Regions from separate parts of the Bicyclus anynana genome. Here region 1 is linked to region 2. Evidence: chromatin contacts called from public Hi-C data. All regions are on one chromosome and are shown on one strand. The core of a region is the stretch at or near the end of the contact, and the rest is flanking DNA. Distances in the headings are between cores, read along the strand shown.

Region 1 (3,024 bases), core at 513-3,012, 62 kb before region 2:
ATAAGTCCGTACTAAATAATTTCATCGCTAATAATGTAATGCGCTTTGCATATTATACTTCATGTTGATCTTCGTCACGTTTTACTCTATACTAGTTTTCTCTTCTTCTTCATCATCGGCCAATTTCTATCATATTGGTGTAGGCTCATCTCATACTCATCTCAATCCCAATCCTTTCTATTATGGTCTATCAAAATTTAGTCCTATTCTAATAAAATATTAAATCCCAACAGGGTTATTGCCCCGTAAGTATCAGTTAGCCCGGTTAAAAAATGTACCATACAATTTCCATGATCTCGGTTTACAAGTATCCGTATTAGATGCATCCGGAAACAAGTCCCTGACGGATGCACGCTCTGTCATTGCTATCTGATTTTGATGTCACTCACATGACACAGGCTCTACACGAGAACGGAAAACTCTCGACTGTGATATGCCTAAATAGATATTATCCTTGTTGAGTTTATTTTGGAATGTGACTTTCCTCTCGTTTATTTATTTGATTTACAGTATTCCAGTAATGTTCATTAGTAAAAAGACTACAAAAAGTTTTTTAATTTACAAGATTTTAGATTTCGTTCACTTAGATTTACAATCATCGATGTAAAATTTGTTTCTCGTGGTTTGACATAATCTAAATTCTAGATTATTAAATTTGACGAATTCTTAAAGATGGTGGTTGATAGTTATATAATAGTTTAAAGAAGGTCACTGTATAATCTTGCTTTAGAATTGTTTTTATCGTTAACTTGTTAGTACGTCATGAATATTAAGTATCAAACACTTGCAGTACATGCAAAACCACGAGCTAGGAGCGTTGTCGTGAGGTACAGTACGAGTAGGTAAAAGTATCGTGCGGTACGCAACTTAATGCTTCGCTAGCTTTTAAAATGGTAATTTACAATCTAGGTTGTACAACGATGGTAACTAATCATGATCCAGTGCATCCACTGTACTGGCATGTAATTGAAAGAATAGCCATATTTTTTCGAAACAACAAAAGCACCCATCGTAACAGATGAATCAAGGTTATTAACCCATTCGCTTTACGGTTACGGTCTGATACCAATTCCGTTGGACTTCGCTCAGCCATACGTATTTTAGCCATTCGCAATTGTGGGAATTCGTTACGCTAAAACATTGCCCAATGCATAATAGAGCAAAGCAACTGTTATGGTGTGAAGGTTCATTAAATCCCAATGCAGTGATTCGTAATTCAACTCATAACCTAAAAATAAAAGTTTTGTTTATACGATCGATAGCGCCATGCTATGGAATTGTATCCAAATTATGAATATTTACAGTTTTAAGTATTAGTAGTATAAGTATTAAGAAATATTGAAATCAGGAAAAAAATAGCCAATCTTGACGTTTTAAAAAGTGCTTGTAAACTAAATATAGTTAAAGGAATATTAAATATTGACATAACTGTTTCCTATCGAGGTATTGCTTAGTAAATAGCTTTAATATGATAGGTGCTTTCATTTAATAAAGTTAATCATCTGGTCATTGAAAACAGAGTAATAGTAATAGGTAATAAATATCGTGTAAGAACATTCTAAGACATAAAAACTTCAACAATAAAACAGCAAGTTTACAAAAGGTTGCGTAAAGGACATAGGGATGTAATAGGCAACCCTGTTAAAGAAACAGATAGGGCTTAATAAGTCACAACGGTAGCTCACATTCTTACGGTCCATAGTTCCTAGTACGGCGTTAAATAAATCAGCGCAAGGTACAGAAGTCGTTTCACCAAATCGGGATGGAGGAATGAGGAGCGATTTATTTCTATGGGAGACATCGCGTACCGCTCGTTCCCGTGTACGCAATATACGAAATGAAACAGGATTATTATGAATGATTATTACGTCTTGTGTGTTTTGTGCGAAGCCATTTGTGTGAAATGTAACTAGCTATTATTTTCCGGTGCTGTGTTGTGTTGCCACAACGATACACAAGTAGCTTGATTTATGGGCATTCGTCCCGAAAGACATTCCGGAACAAAAAGCTGCCCTATGTCTGTTTTCCTTGACATTTGGAAACAACATAGTTTTACGACTAAATTAGTCCTCGTCTTTATTTTATGTTATGTCTACGAGTTGGATTTTAGCAATAAGAACGCCTATTATATCGTTGTTATTTTCCGTTGATGAATTATAAAGTTGTTTATCATTTTATTTCATAAACTCTTTAGTTACAATAACGGTTAATTTTTTTTTTATTGGTTTTCTAAACTGGCACAATGACTTAACCTAACATATATTAAAAATAGCTTCTACTCATCCTCATGTAATTGTGCCTACTTGAAGCAAACACAACATGCTTACATAGGGTACATACCACAAATTATTAACTTAATCTAAACAAAAAGAAAAAAGACAAACAACAAAATGATGAAGAACAAACAAATGTGAAGAAGTAATCGATCAATAACATTTAAGGAAACCTAGTCTTAATACTACTAATTGAGTCACTGAAGGTATCTATACGGTCTCGGACACTGTTTTAAATTATAAGTCATGTACCTTATACCTATATTCGTGCATACTTAATTAAAGATCGTTTAGTAAATTAATGCCGTACTTACTGGTTTTTCTATAATTTATTATCTTTACTACGTAAAATCAAGTTTAATTTTATCAGCGATAAAACGTAGGACTGCTTCATTAAAATTTTAGATGGCGGATAAAAGTTAATTACCTGCCTAGGGAAGAGTTATTATTTTAGAGTTGTTTGTTTTAGTAGTACGCTGATTTAGCTTCCCCTTCTTCATGGATTTTTGATAGACATACGTACGCTACGATTTACAACACGGTGATGTGGATATTAGATCTATTAGCTATTTTTACCCGACTATGGCGAAGCCAAAAAGAAGGGTACTGATTTTGGTAGTCCACGGCTTACCATGATCATTTTAGAAAGAATCTAGACCACTTTTTTACTCATTTCACTTTTCCTCCCCCAGTATCACATTTTGACAATAAATTACAACGAGACATTTCTAACAATGACTTTCTCCAAATT
Region 2 (3,054 bases), core at 496-2,995:
GCGCCCGGTAATGCATCAAGCTGGAAGTTTTTGTGTAGCCGTCGTGCCTGAGGAGTATGGTGTAATGAGATTTCCAAATGATCGTTTTATTTAATGTACAAGCGTAATTCTAGTAATTTACCTATTTTTAATTGATACTGTACTTTGATGTGCGGCTATGCGGTTTGCGTCCTATCAAAGAATTTTTTTTTTTATTCTTTACAAGTTAGCCCTTGATTACAATCTCACCTGATGGTAAGTGATGATGCAATTTAAGAAGGAAGGTATGTTTAGGTATTTTAAGATGACGTGTATGAGTATCTAGCAGATATTTTACACCTGTTCAATAAAATCGAAGTGGCCATAAATGAGGTTAGATCTTTGTAAGGCTAGAGACTTATTATATTCATGTCATTCATCATGTAAGATGAATAAAAGGATGGAACCAAGTTGAATATGCTTTTCACGCCTTAAGATAGACGCACATTGTGTGTATAATAAGTATACATTCCAAGTTACTTATTATTTGCATATAAAGATACCTAGTTACTTATTATTTGCATACGTATACAATAAAAAAGAAATTAATGAAGGAATTACATATATTACTTAGTCCTCACCTTGAATTTTTTGCTCTTGAACTCAATGATTTTAATATTATAAAATCTCAAGCTCGGGTCAAAAGGTATTTTCAATTTCTTTTACGAGTCAATCTAAGCTAATTAAAAGATTAAAAGTTAAGCTAAATAACTTATTACTTACCTGGTAAAGGTCAACGTACTATTACAGAGATGATTTCAAGGTGAAATTAAAATAAGTACATCACACGAGTAGGTAAATTATTTGCTTACTTGTACAACATACATTACAACAATTATTAGGAACATAAATCAGGAACCTACCTATTATGTACGACTTTCATAGGAACAGAACTATTCATTGCTTTTCCATCGGGCTTGATTGTAGTAAAATAATACTAACCCTACTGAGTAGGTATGCACTTTTAAATTCTTCGTTACTAACCCTACCTACTTACCATATTTTAATCTTTTCTATGTTTAATTAATATGTACCTACAGATACCTACATTCAAGATTAAGTTAATTAAACTTAAAAAAAGTTTAGTGTAATGCCATTATATGGTACTTACGGACTGGTACTATCTTGGGGTCATACTTCTCGACCAGGTCGTGTATACGTTCAATCTTCGTCCGCGCACATTTCGACCTCTCGGTTATTCCTTCCAGCTGCGACGTGAGCTCGCTGAAGATGTCTTCAGCCAGGAGAACCAGAGAGGCGAGCTGCCGGAGCGCATTGCTAAGTGTACAGTTGGTCACCGCTTGGAGTTCCTCATCTGTGACCTTAGGCTTCCCGTTCTCATCTCGCAAACTCGTTCGTGAGAGAAACTTTGGCTCCAACACGCGCTGCACAAAAGGCATCTCAGTAGATGTTCCCGAAACAACTACAACAGATTATTCACCCATTCCCGCGGCGCGAATTTAACTTAATTCCGGCAACCATTCAACACACCACACAAAAAATGTCAGGTAACCGCCACTTTGAACTAACCGACATCCTAACCGGCAAACTTTCACTAACTTTACTATTTATATAGCTTTATATCAATGTACAATCTGTACTTTTGTTTTTAAAGACGGTTTCGTTCATGAAAACGAGAAAATAAAGTTTGTTAAAAACTTTTCATATTCACGAAATCCCGCCATTTCACTTATTATACAACGACATCACTCAATGACCGTAGCAGCCGGCCGAATGAAAATAAATGAATGAAGCCGTTGTCGATGTGGCCATTTTCGATTGCTTTATTTCCCCACGATTGCTTTATAAGTATAAAGGCCTACGATTCCTTTTTATCTTATATTTTCTGAAACTTTGTTTTAGTTTTATGGTGAGGTTTAATATTATTAATGAAAATATAAGAAAAAATTAGGTATCAATTGCTTTAAATTGCCTTAAAAGATACATATATTTATAAACTACTAGCCGACGCCCTACGGTCTCACCCGCGTAGTTCACCGTTCCCGTTCTCGGTGATAAAATATAGTCTATGACACTCTATATTGTGGCTTTCTAGTGGTAAAAGAATTTTGAAAATCGGTTCAGTAAATCCAGCTAAACCCCTCAATACAATACCATGAAACCTCTTTAAACTATTAGTCTAACTAATATGTTATTAGTATAATAAATCATAAAATATGTATTGAATTTTTTTTAGGTAAAGATATTAATTTTTGTCAAATTAATATATCTATTTTTTAAAGCAATAGCAAATATAATTTAACTTTAATATTTTATCATAAATGTATTTAACTAAAGTATATTGTCAAAAAAATATTGATTTCAACATTATAATTTTTTGATAAAATAAACATTTTTTTTCTTGACACATAACTTATTTCCTTCAATTTGTGCAAAGGTCATTTTACTGGCAACATTTAACATTACCTCATGCGCCACCTGTAGAAAAATATGTAAGTTTTTTACAGTCAAGTAGTTACATTTAACTGCACAAGATGGAGCTATATGTTACCACGGTTTTGAACTATCTAATAATATAACTTTGAATAAAATATATAATTGGTGTCTAATTATTGTTCCAAGTAATAATAAATCTTTATTTTAAACATAATTATTATTTTAAAATAAAAATAAAATTTTAATCTTTTGGAATCTGATAGATACCAGCTGTTTTAACATATGCTCAATAGGTGGCAGCGCTTGTTAATTATACCAAGACCGAAAAAGCCAGCGGATACCATGGTGACCGCTTCGTAGTTCGACGGTAAAATAATAGATGACGCTAAATTTAAAGAAAATATAATTTTTTAAGTATAAGTAAATTTATTAAGTATAAGTATTCTTTTCTGATAATCATATAATTTGAGAATTGTTTCACAAAACTATAAAATTTAATTTCAGCAACGATTTTTACAATTATTTTATTACATTACTAACGAATAACGATTGGTGACTTCGTCCTCGACGAATGCGGATGTAAGAAACTTTTTTCTTACGTCTGATCTGCATTAAATAAACTTAATTTAATAATTGATA

What was found. Hi-C and Micro-C count contacts between places; a contact is called where the count stands out from the background.
Region 1: a contact with region 2 is called in a Hi-C map of whole larva, with 2.9 times the contacts expected there. The contact joins the enhancer-like site here to the promoter of LOC112042852 in region 2. A contact is called at or near these places in 2 of 2 Hi-C or Micro-C datasets (whole body and whole larva).

What each region holds. Positions count from the first base shown.
Region 1 is chr12:7,801,044-7,804,067 of ilBicAnyn1.1, reverse strand. The region is part of intron 1 of LOC112042852; the gene reads right to left. Among protein-coding and RNA genes, the nearest start is that of LOC112042878, 39 kb to the left of the region's middle. Within about 2 kb of position 1,762, at least 7 of the 8 cell types and tissues checked have open chromatin away from gene starts, as enhancers often do.
Region 2 is chr12:7,738,743-7,741,796 of ilBicAnyn1.1, reverse strand. LOC112042852 reads right to left here and starts at 1,745. Exons shown (of 7, transcript XM_024078025.2): 1 at 1,130-1,745. The coding sequence starts at 1,418.